Linked DNA regions of Mus musculus: regions 2 and 3 are each linked to region 1. The links are chromatin contacts, called in public ChIA-PET and Hi-C maps. All regions are on one chromosome and are shown on one strand. The core of a region is the stretch at or near the end of the contact, and the rest is flanking DNA. Distances in the headings are between cores, read along the strand shown.

Region 1 (2,705 bases), core at 97-2,596:
TGGGTATCCATGCTTTACACCATAGGGTATCTACAGCCAAGCTAGTGATTTTTTAAAAAAAAAAAAAAACAGTAATATTGAAAACTATAGAAAATGTCCTAAAGTTATCAGTATCTTTCATCCCAGTTACTCCCGCAAAAGAAACTGTAACTAAGAAACTAAACACAGGAACATTGCGCACATCGCTGCCCAAACAAGTTATCCTAACAAGAACAACAACAACAAGAAAAGAAAAAAACAGGTGTGAGCATTTAGATTTAGTTCAGCCTAGCGTTCCAGAACCCGGGTTTGGTTCCCAGTATCGAAAGAAAAGAAAAGAAAAGAAAAGAAGGAAAGGAAAGGAAGAAAGAGAGAAAAAGAATTAGAAGAAGAACGAAGTGGGGGTTGGGAAGAAAAAGAAAATAATGATCCCAAAGTGTTCATTTAGACACATACAAGTTACCCACTGCAGTTAGCAGTGCTCAGTGCCTCAGCTCAGTGCATCTGGGGTGAGCGGAGTTGTGAATTACATTCATAATTTCTTGGTGGGCTTATCTCCAATTCTTAAGGGAAAAAAAAAAAACCATTACTAGTAATTTTGAACTATTGCTAAACAACTTCGGAGCCTGGAGCCTTCTCGCTCTTAAAGCAGAACCCGGGAGACTACAGTAACCAGAGATGGACACAATTATCTTCTACCCACAGGAGAACCCATCATTACCGGACGCGCGCCACGCGTGGGGGCGGGGAGCGCCCTCGGCCTTGGCGGTTCCCGGGAACGCACCTGCCTCGTACGCTTCCCAAGTTTCACTCGACCGGGAGCTAGCTGGCACGTCCTGTCTCACCGATGTCTGCCCACAATCCCGGCGAAGTGACACTCGAGGCGACCTTCCCCTAATCCCACAGCTACGGGGAGGTCAGGGGTGACCAGAGTTTCCCCCCAACAACGCGCGAGACCCCGGCGACGCGCCCGGCCCTCAGCGGCCACCGCGCGGTATCGCCCGAAACTCAGCGCCCAGCCCCATTGGCCGTCGCCGCCACTCCCCTCCCAGCCCGCGGCGTCGCCCGGGGAGCCGGGCCGCCCACCCGGCACGGTCGAGAGCCTCGGCTCAGTGAGCAGGGCCAACTGGACACCCGAGGCCAAACTCTTACCTGTACTCGGGGGTGAACACCGTGAAGCGACGGAGACCACTGCGACTGGGACGCGCGACCCTCGGAGAGAGATGCCCAGCCGGCTAGAGGAGAGGACGGGTCTCCAGAGACACCGAGAAATGGCGGCGCAAGGCGCGAGCCCACCCTGCGCTAATCCCCGGAGGACCCCGGCCGCCCGAGGGCACGCCCCTTAAAGCCCCATCCAAGGTCCGCCCCCCGAAGGGCGGGACGCTCCGCTCTTAAAGGGGCAATGGCACCGCCCCGGAAATCGGCCTCCTGAGACCTGAATTTAAGCTGGCAACACCAGATGGGACTATAGAAATACAGAAAGGCAGTTCACCTTTAATCCCAATACTCCAGAGGCAGAGGCAGAGGCAGAGGCAGAGGCAGAGGCAGAGGCAGAGGCAGGTGGATTTCTGTGAGTTCGAGTCCAGCCACAGCTACTTAGTTACAGGTCAGCCAGGACTACCTAGTGAAATCCTGTCTTTTAAAAAAGATTATTTTTTTCTGTGCGTATATGTATGGGTCAGGGAAAGATATGCCACAGTCCCTGTCTGAGAACAACTTGCAGGAGTATCATGTGGGCACAGGGGACCAGACTCTGGCCTTCACATTTGGAATGAAGCACTTTTACCCACACTGAGCATCTCCATGGCGCTTGGTTTATGTTTTGAATTTTTCACCTTCCTGGTAATATGATTTGAAAATGAAACGTTGGGTTTAAGATACAGTTCAGTGGTAGGGTGTTAGACTAGCACATACCAGGCCCAGGATCCAATCCCTGGCACAGCAAAAATGAGTATTTTCCTATTTTTAATGTAGTCTAGTATGTTTTCTCTTACACAGTTGTTTATTAATTGATCCAGCATTTATTTAAATGTTTCCTTGCTCCCTCCCCCCAAATCCTAGAGATTAAAGCAACCTTTAGTCTGTAATGGAGAAAGAGAACAACTATGTGTCAAGTGGTGATGAGAGCCCTGGAGAGAACGCTGCTGGGAAAGGGAAATAACAGACTGATGCTCCAGGCACTGTGGTCACAGAATGGAGGCCCTAAGTGGCAGGGCGACATTCCATTCATTCATTCTTCAGATAGTTTATCAAAATGCCTACAGCTCTGTAGACCCTGGAGATAAGGCAGATAAAGAAGAAAGACAGGAGTCCCTCAAGGCAATCCCAGCAGTAAAAGCCCCTTGGGGGCTGAGTAGTGAGTTCAGGGCCAGCACTGGCCACATTGAGAGGTTCTGTCATAATTAAACAAGTTATTTCATGGTTTAGCCTGTATGGGAGAGTGTACCTGTCCTCCTTGTGCCTATAGCCTTTGAGGCAGAAAGATCACTTAAGCCCAGGAATTGGAGGCCAGTCTACCTAACACCATCTCAGAAGGAAAAAGAAAATGCTGTAGGGTATAGCTCAGTTGGTAGAGTGCATAAAGTCCTTGGTTCAAAACATGTCTGACTGGCGGTTAGTAAACACCTAGAAAATAGCAGTGGGTGTGGGGTCTGGGAATGAAGGGTTGCAATATAAGCAGGGAGGAAGGCTCTTAGGGCAGTGACAATGACTTCAGACTTAAAGTA
Region 2 (2,705 bases), core at 136-2,635, 190 kb before region 1:
GTGTTTGCTTGTGCTAAGGGCATTTTAACCAGCTCCCTACCTGCATCTCTCTCTCTCTCTCTCTCTCTCTCTCTCTCTCTCTCTCTCTCTCTCTCTCGATATGAGATCTCTCACTGTCCTGGCTTAGCTAGACTAGCTTGCCAGCCTAGTGGCCCCTGGCTTGTGCACGTGCTCCCTGAGCCCTCGGTCGTCCTGGCCTGGTTGAGTGGAAGTCGGTGACTTATAGCTGCAGCCATGGAAATAGAACACCCTTGAGAGATGGCAAGAAAGGCACCTGTCAGTGACTAGCAGCCAGGGGCCAGGCCAAGGGAAGAATGTGGCCTCTATGACATCTCTTCTGGAGGGGAGGACACTCTCAGTCTAACCCATGACACCCTCAGTCTAACACATGGGAGTCCATTGCAGAAGGGCAGAGGAGGGAATGGATGGTGTTTCACTAGCTTGTGTGTGTGTGTGTGCGTGTGTGTGTGCCTGAATTTGATCTCCAAGACCCACACGGTAGAAGAGAACTAACTCCTGAAAGTTGTCCTTTGACCTTCACATGGGTTCTGTGATATGTGTCCACGTGTTCACACAAACACACAAATAAAATGCAATTAAAGTGAAAAAAAGGAAGGAAGGAAGGAAGGAAGGAAGGAAGGAAGGAAGGAAGGAAGGAAGGAAGGAAGGAGAGCCATGAGGTACAGCAGCAAGGTCTATTAAGGTAGGAGAAGTCACTACGGGAGCACAGAGTGAAAACTGTCCAAGGCAGGGGTGGAAAAGCCTGGGGCTAGGAAAGCGCAGCACTAACTTCAGCCTTTGAGGACAGAGAAATGGGAAAACACTGCCGTAGGTCACGAGCCTCCTCCACGGAGGCCACAGGTATTCTTCAGGACTGGGAGCTGGCAGGAAGCCCCAGCCTCTCTCATTAGGTTAGCCGCACCAGCTCTCAGGGTTTTATTACCTCTGCGCTGCCTCGCTGCCTCGGAAGAGCTCAGCCCCATCTGGCTGTGGCTGTTAAAAATGTGCTTGGCTTTCTTCTTTAAAATAAAACCCCAATCAAGGGATAAAAGAAAGTGCTTTGGAGCTTGGCCAGGGAACCGCTGCTTACAGGTGGGGAAAGATGGAGGGCTGTGGGGGGAACTGGGGTGGGGTGGAGGGAGCGATCCGCTGACATAGCACCTGTGTTGGTGAACAGCAGAAGCTAGAAGCTAAGAGGTTTTTTTTTTTTTTTTTTTTTTTTGATGCTTAAACCCAAGAAGGATGGGTAATTTAGGGAGCACAGAACAAATGATCCAGGACAAGGGAGAAGAGGTGTGAACGCGGCAAGAAGCTCACAGCTACTTTTAGCTAGGTAACACGAAACCGCTATTAAAAGTCTGCTTTGAAACTGAAAGCAACATATGGTCACAATCCCATCACATGCGAGCCGCTTCCCCCTGCCAGCTATGCCCTGAACTATAGAAGGCGAGGCTGAGCCACGGGGCTTCAAGGTGAGCTTGTTTCCTAGGGCTACAGCCCCCATCCCTACCCCCACCACTGAGGGACAGTCACCAAGCTCTAACCCACACATAGGGCTTGGGCATTGCAAAAGAATAAGCCATGCTTGGGGCAAAATAGTTTGTCATGACCTGCCACCCACCCAAGTAGAATGTGCTCAAAGGGCCCATGGCACATGTGGTCACGGTCAGTGCTCAGCCCAACCTGCTTGCCTACGGGAGCACTGAGTCTACGGACTGGCTGGCCCTGGCCTCTGAAGTCAGCTTGTTTGGGCTAAGAGGGAGCAGTCCTTGAAGCAGAGGCTATCTCTGGTGATGGCAGCCAAAATGACAGAACCGCTACTACAGGGACTGATGCCCCCAAGGGAATGTGTCTTTAAGACCAAGGTCTGGGTGCTCCTTGGGGGGGGGGGTGAGAAGGGAGTACGTGACTAGGGTGGTTCTCCAAGGCCTTTCTCGTGTGTGTGTGTGTGTGTGTGTGTGTGTGTGTGTGTGTGTGTGTGAGAGAGAGAGAGAGAGAGAGAGAGAGAGAGAGAGAGAGAGCGCAGTTGCACGCTGGGTTGCAGCCCATTTGCGTTTCATGTGGAAAGGAGCTTGCTGAATTGCAGTGTGAGGAATTAGGGCTCCCCTGTTACTTTCCCAATCTTTCTCAGTAAACAAAACTCACTGTGGGAACAGTCTTCCTATGTTCTGCAATACAAATTGATTAATGCAATAAAAATGCGAGTGAAACCACCAGCCCTCACAGACAGTGGGCTTATGTTGTCTGCCCTGCTCTCTGCCACGGTGTTTTTCCTTAAGAGTTTGTGTATTGTTCATGCTTTGGCTTGGCACACACACAAAATCCAAAGCCCATAATAACGCAGGTCATTAAACCCAACAACTGTGTTTGGACCTTTTTCAAGGGAGTGATTCAGGCAGGCGTTCTGCTCCGAATCAGCTTCCAGGGAGTTACCAAAGCTACCCTCACTTAGGCAGGGTCCCAGACCAGCCTCAAGAGCTTTCTCGGGAAAAATCGACCCTCCTGTAGCCACTAGGTGGAGCTAGGTGTTTGCGAATAGCGTTCAATGAGCCTGGTGTGACTAAAAAAATGACATCTTTTTTTTTTTTTTTTTTTTTTTTTTTTTTTGGTATAACATTCTGTCCAAATAAAAACGAATGGGGCACTGGGAACTGGGAATGTAGCTCAGTTGCTGGAGTGCTTGCCGAATGTGCATGAAGTCCTGA
Region 3 (2,705 bases), core at 75-2,574, 170 kb before region 1:
AGACACACACACACACACAGAGTTGAAATAAAATTAAAAGCCAAGCAAACGAGATGGCTGTGTCTTGAGACAGCAAAAGCCAGATTCTGAGAAGCCTCCAGAACTCGTCCTACCTTGTCCACATTGGCGCGGGTCTTTGCAGATGTCTCCACGTACTGCACACCCCACTCCTCCGCTTTGCCTCGGGCCTCGTCCACAGGCACCTGCCTCCGCTCCTCCAGGTCGGACTTGTTGCCCACGACCAGCAGTGGGATCTTGTCCTCCTCTGACTTGACTCGGAGAATCTGTTCCCTAGGGACGGTGCGGCAAGAACAGTGTGGTTAAGAAAGCCAAAACTGGCGGGAGAGGCACCAGGACGGCTCAGCGGCTGAGTGCTTGCCTCCAAGGCAGTCTGAGGACCTGGGTTTGATCTACACTGTGAGTGGTGATAACTGGTTCCTGCAGGTTGTCCTCCTTCCTCCACGTGAACTATGGTATGTATGCCGGTGCACGCACAGCGCACAAATAAATAAAGTTGCTTTGTTTTGTTTAAAAGCTGGCATATGAAGTCAGCTTTACAAGTAGCTGCCAGGTGCCTCGGGGTTTACAGAGCATCTAAAGCCCTCGGTAAAGAACAAGAGAAATCATTCCATCGGGAGATTTCAAAATGGGTGTCTACTAGCAGGGGCTTTTCCAGGCTGGCCCTTAGCTTTCGTCCATTATGATCATCTGGTCTCTCCCAGGTACGGATTTCTCTGCCCCATACTCCTACAAAAGAGATGTCTGCATAGGAAGTCAGGAGTCTGCATCTCAACGGAGTCCCCCAATTTATGGGGTCAAAGAGAAAGGGAGAGGGAAGTCAGGAAGAAACCCTCTGTGAATCTCGGGGACATGGCCCAGATGGCAGGGTGCTCCCACTGTATACACAGAGCCCCTCCCCACCCCCCACCCCTGGTTCCTTCTCAGCACTCTACAGGCAGGCATGGTGCTACACGCCTGTAAACCCAGGAGACAGGAAGACCAGAAGTTCATGGTCATCTTAGCTACATAGTAAGTTTAAGGCTTCATGAGACACTACTTAAAACAACAAACAAAACAAAAAAATCCAATCAAACCCAAAGCAACAGCTCACAAAAATGCTTAGTAATTCCAATACAGGCACAAGGGAGAGAAGAAAGCAGTGTGTACAGACATCCTGTTTTATCTCCGGGATGGCCTCAAAATCAGATTATGAAGAGGAAACACAGTTGTGATCACAAAAGTGTTACCCACATAGAAACTTCCTGAATGCTCAAAAAAAATCTGCAGCCGCAAGAGCTCACGCTGAGTTCTCTGCTGTGCGTCTCCTCCATACACACACCGCAGCTGCAGAAAGCAAGCCAGAACCTTCAGCTCTTTAGAGACCTTTAGGAGGCAGGGCCTGGTGGGAAGAAGATAGGTCTCTGGGGTGTGCCCTGGGAAGGGACACTGGGACTCTAGACTCCCTCTTTTGCACCCCAGCTGCCGTGTACCACACAAGCCTTCAGTAACATAACCCCCACCATGCTGCATGCCCCCTACCCCTGGGCCCAGAGCAACAGGCCACATGATCGTGGTTGGTAGCCTCAGAAACCACAAACCACAGTAACTTCTTTTCTGATAAGCGGACTAACTAGGGTATTCTGTCCTTAAGGGGAGTCGATGAAAAAATTTGCAATTATATAAGAAAGTGGGAAAGCTTGTGTGGTGTGGTGAAGAACCAGCTACAGAAGAAGTACCCCCCAATGCTCACTATTTCTTTATAACAGAATTTGGAGTTGGGAACACTGGCTGCTCTTGCAGACAACTTTGGGGTCTATTGGCACGCTCAGAACTCTTTGGCCCTTGTATGTACTGCACACACTTGGTACACAGACATACAGTAGGCAAAACACCAGTACACATAAATAAAAATAAGTCCACCTTTTAAAAAAGGTATGTGCAGAAATCCTAAAACATGGATGCCCAAAGAAACAGAAACAATAGTAGACCAAAGTGTAACAAGATTCAGAGAACCCTACGGCAGAGTTCTTCCTCATCAGAGCCCGGCCATCACTAGGCCACTCGACCCCGGATCCCTCGCCCTCAGCCGCCGGGCAGGAGGGTCAGGGCCAGGCTCTCCCCAGTCAAGCACACCTGAACTCGGCTGTGGCTGTGAAAGACTCGTGCTCTGTGATGGAGAACACCAGCAGAAAGCCTTCTCCGCTTCGGAAGTAGTTGTCACGGATGGCCGCATAGTCCTCCTGGCCAGCGGTGTCCAGGATGTCTATCTGGACCTCTTCTCCGTCGAGAACCACCTTCTTTCTGTAACTGTCAGCTTTGGTGGGCTCATAGTCTTCTACAAACTGGGGGGAAGCAGTCAGAATTAAGGAGTACAGTCGGCACCCCGACTACATCACTACGTCTGAATGCTTTGCAATCAGCTTTGTATTCACTAAGAGTCTAGAGCTATTACACCCAGAGAAGACACTGAAGAATGCAAACAACCCACTCCTTCCTTCCTTCCTTCAACAGGGTCACACGATGTGGCTCAGGCTGGTCTTGAACCTCCTGTCTCTACTTTCCAAATGTTGGAATTGCAAGCATGTCCCATCATGCTTGGGAACACTTCCTGCCTTAATAGCTCTGAGTTCAATTTCTTTTTTTTAAAGCTTTCAACAACAGGGGCAGATAGCCCCATTTTACAGATAAGAAAGGCCAACACTAAG

Evidence for each region. A called contact is a pair of places that touch in the nucleus more often than the background predicts. ChIA-PET counts read pairs in DNA pulled down with a chosen protein or histone mark.
Region 2: an RNA polymerase II ChIA-PET map of memory CD8 T cells shows a contact between it and region 1, with 13 read pairs. The contact joins the enhancer-like site here to the promoter of Epb41l5 in region 1. A contact is called at or near these places in 3 of 484 Hi-C or Micro-C datasets (group 2 innate lymphoid cells, nephron progenitors and uterus), 3 of 115 datasets of contacts at active chromatin or transcription factors (extraembryonic endoderm stem cells, memory CD8 T cells and pancreatic cancer cells) and 2 of 9 other capture datasets (adipose tissue and liver).
Region 3: a Hi-C map of the G1E-ER4 cell line shows a contact between it and region 1, with 2.1 times the contacts expected there. The contact joins the enhancer-like site here to the promoter of Epb41l5 in region 1. A contact is called at or near these places in 2 of 39 promoter capture datasets (the HPC-7 cell line and HPC-7-derived erythroid cells), 12 of 484 Hi-C or Micro-C datasets (the AML12 cell line, the G1E-ER4 cell line, the P5424 cell line and 7 more), 3 of 115 datasets of contacts at active chromatin or transcription factors (bone marrow-derived dendritic cells, cardiomyocytes and extraembryonic endoderm stem cells) and 3 of 9 other capture datasets (adipose tissue, embryonic stem cells and liver).

Annotation. Positions count from the first base shown.
Region 1 is chr1:119,647,654-119,650,358 of GRCm38.p6, forward strand. It overlaps Epb41l5 (erythrocyte membrane protein band 4.1 like 5), which reads right to left and starts at 1,347. Exons shown (of 25, transcript NM_145506.4): 1 at 1,132-1,347.
Region 2 is chr1:119,455,921-119,458,625 of GRCm38.p6, forward strand. No RefSeq gene overlaps it. Among named protein-coding and RNA genes, the nearest start is that of Gm46145, 3.4 kb to the left of the region's middle. Within about 2 kb of position 1,386, at least 59 of the 459 cell types and tissues checked have an H3K27ac peak or open chromatin away from gene starts, as enhancers often do. A contact at or near this core is called in adipose tissue, memory CD8 T cells and uterus, where this site is marked.
Region 3 is chr1:119,475,782-119,478,486 of GRCm38.p6, forward strand. Ralb (v-ral simian leukemia viral oncogene B) reads right to left here. Exons shown (of 5, transcript NM_022327.5): 3 at 2,134-2,342; 4 at 114-291. Among named protein-coding and RNA genes, the nearest start is that of Gm46145, 23 kb to the left of the region's middle. Within about 2 kb of position 1,325, at least 32 of the 459 cell types and tissues checked have an H3K27ac peak or open chromatin away from gene starts, as enhancers often do. A contact at or near this core is called in the G1E-ER4 cell line and the HPC-7 cell line, where this site is marked.